Linked DNA regions of Sus scrofa: region 2 is linked to region 1. Evidence: chromatin contacts called from public Hi-C data. All regions are on one chromosome and are shown on one strand. The core of a region is the stretch at or near the end of the contact, and the rest is flanking DNA. Distances in the headings are between cores, read along the strand shown.

Region 1 (3,888 bases), core at 576-3,075:
AAAAAGTCACGCTATGTTTTATTCTTCTTATTAAGTGCCCCCCCCCATATACACACAAGCAAGAATATTACCTAGGATCTGTCTGCCCTCGGTCAGGGTGAGTTTGCACGGAGCCATCCCCACATTCTCCACCCAGGCCCTTGTGAACAGCATCATGAATTTTTTAGATGATTGGCTGGACCTGGGAGTGCAGTTCAGAGCTGTAGGAGAGATCTACAGCTGAGAGTAGCAAACTGGTCTGGAGAGAAGCCCACAACCTTGGCCTCTTTGCCCTGGGAGACCATGGTCATGGCCCTGAATATCTGCAAATCCTCTGACCTTCCCCACTGCCCTCTGGCTGTGCCCCAAATGGCTTTCCCTGCTAAGAGATGGGAGCAGAGAGAAAGTTTCACAAAAAGTTAGGATGAGCTTGGCTTTCAGCTGCTTACACGAACTCTGACTTATGTTGAGGGGCGGATCTTCTTGTCTCTGGCCTCTTTCATGACTCCTGCCGGCTTCCCTACTCATAATTTCCAAGGCCTCTGCCCATTCTCCATCTCCAGGATGCCTGTCCTGGATCTTTCCCCCACAGAGCCCTAGTGCTAATTTGGCTGGAATTGACAGAACACAAATTCCTCCTAAGAAATTAGGTGATTCCTTCTCAGGCAAGGGCTATCCTCTCAGTACTGCATTTGCATCTTAATAAGGGCATTCAAAACCAAAAAGTTAAGAAACTCAAAGGAGTGAATATCTAGGGGTAGAATTTCTGTCTCATTTACACCAAGAGATTGGTAGGAGATTGTAGACCTCCCCACATTTGTGTATGCATCTAAAACTGGCCCAGGAGTTGCCGTTGTAGCCCAGTGGAAACAAATCTGACTAGCATCCACAAGGACACAGGTTGGATCCCTGGCCTCGCTCAGTGGGTTAAGGATCCAGCCTTGCCATGAGCTTCAGTGTAGGTCACAGACACAGCTAGGATCCTGTGTTGCTGTGGCTGTGGCGTAGGCCAGCAGCTGCAGCTCAGATTAGATCCCTAGCCTGGGAATTGCCACATGCCACAGGCGTGGCCCTAAGGACAAAAAATAAATTTAAAAATAAATAAATAAAACTGGCCGTATTGTCAATGTCAGGTCCACAGACATTCTCAGATCCAGAGTAAAAACATTCACTTTGGTGCAACAGCTATTTCTCTCTGAGTTTATTTTTAGGACTCATCAAATCCTAAGACCCAGATCAGGACATGCTAATAAGCTCAGTTTACTGGCAACTATAGCAGGGTCCTTTGTCAAATGGGGTATTTCCTCTGACGTCACTGGACTACTCATCAGCTCCAAGGTGGGACTTTGCCAGGAAAACCTGAATCGAAGAGGAGGCTTGGCTTTCGGGGAAGAGGGCCTGTGTCCTGGCAGAGGGTGTGTCTGCTCCAGGCAGTCCTCTCAGGGTCGCTGACTCTCTGGGTTAAGGCACTTTGACCCAAGAGGGAAAAAAAAGGTGTAAAGAGCAGGGGCTACAGCAGTAAGCTCTTACAGGACGGGACTTGTGAACTGGTAGGATGGTGATGGCCTCAGCTCTACCCACCTCAGCTGGCAGAGGCCTAAGCTGTCTTCCCTGCCCACCCCTCCTGCTGTCTCCCCCCCACCCCCGTTTCTCCCCCTATTCTGAAGAACAGCTGCCTAGGTGACACTTTTTATTTCCAAAACCTTCTTTGTAGTTCTTCCTTGACTCCGTTCTCAAAATATTCCCTCTCTTCCTCCTTCAATGCCAGACTGTTGGCATCTGTCTCTCCGTCTTGTGCAGACTGCCATCTCTGGCTCACCACGGTTTTATAATTGCCTCTGGTTAAAGTTTAAATAGATGGGTTTCAGCCCAAGAGAAAAATGTAAACAAGACCTTTCTGCAGTCTTTCAGAACTGCTGACTTCCAGTGCTTTTGAATTCTGTGCTAGGAAATTCATTCAGCTCCTCCCTAACTGAGGAACTGAGAACCGCCACTGGGCTTTCAGAGACGGGAGAGGCACTTTGAAACCATTGAGAGGCTTTTAGATGATCTACTCTTTTCCTTTTAACTCAATTAAGCCATCAGGATCCAGTTCCCATTCTAGGCTGTTTGTCTGGTGTCCTGAGGTGATAGGAGAGTTAAGCAATCTTCACGAACTGGCTTCTGAAGAAAGGGAGGAAATGAAGGGAATTTTCATTTCTTTGCTGGAATTTTTTCTTTGTGGGGGAAGAAGGAGAGTTGTATTTGTTGCCCCAAGTCTTTTTGTTCATGAGGTAGTCTTATGCATGCATCAGGAGAATGGGACCATTCTTGGCCAATGCAGAAGAAAGAGGGCAGGGGGGGTTTGAGCCAGTGATCCAGGCATATATCCCTTCATTTGCTCTTTCCTCAGAGGTAAATAGGCTATTTTGTTGCATCTTTATCAAGACTATTGATTTTCTAAGTGTTTCTGCTTTATGTGCTTTGTGTACTTGTGATTTGGTGTCAGGATGGATTCAGTGATACTTTCGGATGTTTTAGTCAAGGATTGGTTGGATCCTTGACTTCTACTCAAAAACGTTTAATAACTCCTCATTTCAAGTTCAGGCTCCTATTCAAAGCCTTCCATGGTCTGGCTCCAACCTACTTTCACCCTCCACTATTCCAGTCGTACCCTGACCTCACTGAACTTTCTACCCTGCTCCCTGCTCCTTCCTTACTCTGCAATGTCCCAGTGCTGCAGAGCCCTCCCCAGCCTCCTCAAAGTGCCATCTTCCTCTGTTCCATGGAACATTCCGTGTCCTCCATGCACAACCAGAACCAACACTCCTTCCCGCAGTGCTCACGCAGCCCCTCATAGGAGGCCTTATTGCTCAGCCCATGTTGATCTGTCAGCTTCCTGCTCTAGCTACTCAGCTCTTAAGTGGAGGATGGTTTATTACATCCCCCACACTGCCCTGCCTCCTGCATGGCCCATTGTCAGTGCTCAACACATCATCAATTTTTCATAATCAATCTTTCACAATCAATCAATTTTTCAACCTTTCTGAAAACTTAATGTCAATATTTAAAAAATTGCTCTTGAGAGGAACCAACGGTAGTGAAGAAAGGATTCTGGAGTCAGACAGATTTGGGTTCTAATTTAAGCTCCGCTGAGTATTAGTACTAAGGTGGTGTCCCCATTTTTTATTTGTTCCAAGCCTCACTCGCTTTGAAAAAATGAAGACAGTAAGATCTCTTTTGTGAGGAGTTCCCGCTGTGGTGCAATGGGATTGGCGGTGTCTTGGGAGCCCTGGGACACAGGTTCCATCCCCTGCCCTGTGCGGTGGGTTAGGGATCCAGTGTTGCCCTAGGCGAGGCTTAGGTCGAAACTGTGGCTCCAATCTGCTCCCTGGCCCGGGAACTCCATATGCCATAGGGCAGCCGAAAAAGAAAAAAGATCTCTTTGTGAGACTTAAAATGAGATCATACAAGTAAAGAACCCAACACAGTTCTGTCTTATCCTTAGGTTACAACTTTTTAAATGCTGCAACGTTTTACTCTGGAACATGAACATTATAATCAATTTAACATATATGGGCCACATTTTCCCATTGCTAACACAGCCTTCCTTGACACGGCAGTTTCTTCTCATTTGCACTTGCAAGTTTTTCAAAGGCTTATCTTCTAAGTAGGATTGGATGGATCTATCGGTCACCTGAAGCGATCCCAGTGATGGGACGATGATGAGGCACCTGTTCTGCTTGTTGCCGAGTTCCTTTCCCATGCGGAGGGTCATCCTCACAGCATCACACTGGCCTCTTCACTCCCACTGCTGACTTTAAAGAGGAAAGGAGACACCATTAGGACACCCTTCTCTTTCCCCCTCCACCAGAAGTCAGTGGCTACTTTCACTCATGGGAGAAGAGCAGTGGACTCCATTCATCCGGC
Region 2 (3,888 bases), core at 604-3,103, 90 kb before region 1:
GCAGGACTGGCGGTGTCGGCGGCCGCAGCGTTCGTACCACCACCCACCAAGAGCCCCTCGAAGCATCCCGGAGAGGCTTCTGGCGCTGCAGAAGCCCAGATAAGGGAGCCATAGCATCCGGGAGCTGTGGCGTCTGTGCGTGCGTGTAGCCTTTGCTCATTACATAGGAAACCGAACAGAAGGAGCGTCCTTAAATCCTTTCCTACACTCACAAAACCCACGCTCTGTTAAAATGACATTTCGTGGCTCTTACTTTATTTTCCCCAAGAGCAATGAGTTTTTCTATCAGTTTTTCTATTAAATTTTACCAAGACAAAAAGAAAAACTGGATTTTCTCTCTGAGAGTTCAGCCAGTTCTTGGGTAGATCAGAAATGACAAAACAATAATAACAAAAATAGAATCAGGCATTTGATACGTAATTACCATCACACCAGCTTTAAAGCTTTTCTGGAATTAAATTCCTCTGGTAACCGTGTTGATGATGCTTGCAGGAGGCAAATGCAATGCAGTTCTTCTCTTCCACAGCTATATTAGGGCTTTGTTGCTGACAACAGTAAAAACTTGTTTGTGTCAGGAAGTGAGGTACGAAGATACGACCTGGAAGGTACAGACAAAACCATAGTGGCAGTTTTTGTGTTACTTTTCTGACCACATTCTTTCAAATGGTGAGAAGCAGCTGATCTGCTGTAACATGCGTATATGGGTTTGGTGGGAAATCAAATAATCAGAACAACACATTTTCCTCTAATCATAATGACCATGCTAGTAGACACTAGAAATTACATATGGATTTACATATGTGTGTGTAGAGAGAGAAAAGTGTATGCCTTTATATGATATTTTGACCAAAAACTTTGTCGTCATTTCTAGCATTTAACTGAAGCATGTAACAAACACTTTGACCCAACCAAGTCCAGTTATGTGTGGAGACTGTAACATCGTTTTGAGTGCCTTCCTGTTATTGAATCACAACCCCCAATCCCAAATCTCTGCCTGAAAGTTTGTGTGGACCCTGGGATTTTATCCTGGAAATGTAAGCCAAACAGCTCTTTCTATGTTTTAGTTCATGCTTTTCCATTTATAAGGACAATTCCCTGTTGGATTGGCAGAATAAAAAGAAACTTCACAGGAAACGGAAGAGTGAGATGGAAGAGCATCCTCTCTTTGGGCTTTGCCCTGACTCTTCCTACCTCATCAGTTTTCCTCATCAGCCATGATGCATGATCTCCACTACATTCCCTCTGATCCCTTAATGTGTCCCCCAATATTTCCCTCCCTATGGAATGCCTAATTCTTCCATCCCTTTCCCCTTTTCTGTTTTTGCCTCCCAATTCAGACCCGCACTGCCTGGATACTTAGTTCAGGCCTCCCCACATTCTGCCTCCCAGTCCTCCTTCCCCAGCAGGTCCCCTCCTCCCCTTCCCAGTTAGGTCTCCCTTCTCAGCAACTCTACCTCCTTACCTCTCTTTGACCTCCTTTATTCTCCTTCACAGTCTGGCCCTCGACTTCTCGGCCTCTTCTTGCCCTTCTTTCCCCGCAATGTCCTGCCTCTACAGGGGTCTCCTTCACACCCTTCTCTCAGGTCCCATCCCTTCTGACGCCGAACCCCAGCATTCCTCAAGGGCTTGGCCTGATAGGCTTTAGCCTGATTTTGTTCCTGTGGCCCTGGGCTGGGAAAAGAGTGTATGGTGCAAAGTGGGGGCAAGAATCCCCTTCGACGGTGGCCCCTGCCTGGTTCCCCCTCCGCCCCTCCCAAGTCCCGGTTGCGGCGCTTCCTGGGCGGATGGCTGGGACTTGCTGCAGCAGCTGCGGTTCTGCTGTGTCATGCAAGAAGGAGGCGGCGGCGGCCGGAGCAGGAGGGGGAGGAGGGGAGGAACCTGATCTCTCCGGTAGCGAAGGGCTGGAGGCAAACACCGAGTTCCCCCTGAGCCGCCCGGGAGCAGGGAGGGCTCCGCTACCCCGGGGGGCCCTCCCCGCGGGGCAGATGGTAAGTGGGGTGGCGCAGGTGGTCGCCTTGGGAAGGGAGCGCGCAAGGGGGGGTTAGGTGGGGAAACGGGGAGAACTAGAAATCACCCCAGCCAAACTGAAGGAGCCCAGTGTCCAGCTGAAAGGAACCCGGGCTGTAATAAGGATGACCAGCAGCAATAGTTACCATTCAAATAATACCCTGCAGTGGACCCAGGCTTCACGGAGTTGTGCATCCTGAACCAAGGACTGAGCTAGAGGCAATGAATGATTCAGGGTTTGAGAACCACCAGCCCATCAGCCCTGGCGCTTTAGGGTACAGCTGAGTAGCAAAAGTCAACATACACATATTCCTATAGCCTGGCTGAGCTTTATGGGTTGTCTTGTTTAAAACTAGGGAAGGGGATGGAAACCTGCCCAACCTCACTTTAGCCACGAAAATAATGGTCTTGGCCAGTGGCCTTGGACAAACAGCCTCTGGTGCAATTAAACAATCAATAGAAAAAATAGCTTCATTCTCTTTACCACTCTCCTTCCCCAAGCTTCTTCAACCAGAGTAATTGATTATACTTAAAGGAGAAAGAAAACTCTGCCTTGCGTTCCCTCCCACCCTGCCCTCTCTGGGCATCCACCCTACACAAACTGCCCGCCCCACCATTGACCCCCACTTTCAGACCATGAAGGGACTGCCTTAAACTCTGAACAATTTCACCTCTGCTGCCTTTTAGCCCTTTCCCGGGAGGGGAGTCAGAAACATGGAACTGAGAACAGTGACCACAGAGGCAGGCTGGAGGAACATTACCTCTTTACCTGAATGCAATTCTCAGGACAACTTTTTAAAAAATTATTATTCTTTTCCATTTTGCTCCTGGAAATTTCAAAGCACTTTCTGTAACATCATTTTTTTTTTTTTCTTCGTCAGTCATACATTAGCAGTAAGGGGTTGGCGGGATTAACTGAAAGGCTAATGACTGTCTCAAAAGCACATGCTGTTGCTAGGGAACTCAAGCTCATCCTGCTCTCTAATCACTAGCATGTTATGTGGAAATCAAACTTCTCAGGGTGTTATTAAAATGAATGGCATTTGGTTAAAGGCGTTCTCGCTTGTGTTGTAGCATCCTGGATTATTATCGATTGCCTCACACCCACATATCTTGTTTTCCTAATTTGATTTCTGAATGTGCGTCACTGCTAGGGACACACAGACTAGACCAGTCAGGTTCACTTCCTGTTTCTCAGAACCGGTTTATATTTGGTCTCATAGCACTAGCTGGTAAAACATTATCAAACCGATCCTCTTGGAAAGAAAATCTGTGCTTTCTGTGAAAACAAATTATCCCAATTAAATTCTAATTCCCATGGAAAACGTCATCATTTGAGGAATAAAGCAGACTGCCAGTGGCTATTTGAGAAAGCCATTCTTGAAATGTAAAGCCTAGAAAAACTCATCATCTTTATTTCTCTTACCCAGAATCTTCATTCCTGAGCCTTAGAACTAAAACAAACTCAAGTTGAAAGGAGATTTAAGTAGGATATTTCTAAAATGAAGCTCAAAAAATACACACTGAAGCTGGGGAAATCATTTAGACTAAATATGGCATAGAATTGAATAGAATCCAGGCCCCAGAAGCACAAATAAGCTTGGGTTAGCATTGGGGCGCTCAGAGAACAGAATGTGATTACAAGGCTACACGACAAATAGGAGCCCATTTCTTTGTACTAATTGTCTCTTTTACCATTTCTCCCGTGTCCCTGGATTAAGACAGCCTTGCTTTTTTTTTTTTTTTTCCAGTTCCTTCCTTTTTATAACAAGGATATCACAAAGGTACTATCATAAAGATAAGCGCTATATAACTAGTTAGATAAGTTCTGATGTAGATAATTTGTTTAGATGGAAAATAAAAGGGTATATATGGCATTGA

What was found. A called contact is a pair of places that touch in the nucleus more often than the background predicts.
Region 2: a contact with region 1 is called in a Hi-C map of liver, with 5 times the contacts expected there. The contact joins the promoter of MKLN1 here to the enhancer-like site in region 1. A contact is called at or near these places in 2 of 5 promoter capture datasets (both in liver), 11 of 47 Hi-C or Micro-C datasets (alveolar macrophages, blood, embryonic fibroblasts and 4 more) and 1 of 2 datasets of contacts at active chromatin or transcription factors (alveolar macrophages).

Annotation. Positions count from the first base shown.
Region 1 is chr18:17,740,543-17,744,430 of Sscrofa11.1, reverse strand. The region is part of intron 2 of MKLN1 (muskelin); the gene reads left to right. LOC106506781 (a long non-coding RNA gene) reads right to left here. Exons shown (of 12, transcript XR_002340361.1): 5 at 3,656-3,776. Among named protein-coding and RNA genes, the nearest start is that of MKLN1, 90 kb to the left of the region's middle. Within about 2 kb of position 1,825, at least 20 of the 83 cell types and tissues checked have an H3K27ac peak or open chromatin away from gene starts, as enhancers often do. A contact at or near this core is called in liver, where this site is marked.
Region 2 is chr18:17,830,484-17,834,371 of Sscrofa11.1, reverse strand. MKLN1 (muskelin) reads left to right here and starts at 1,853. Exons shown (of 19, transcript XM_021078931.1): 1 at 1,853-1,988. It overlaps LOC106506781 (a long non-coding RNA gene), which reads right to left. Exons shown (of 12, transcript XR_002340361.1): 8 at 1-598.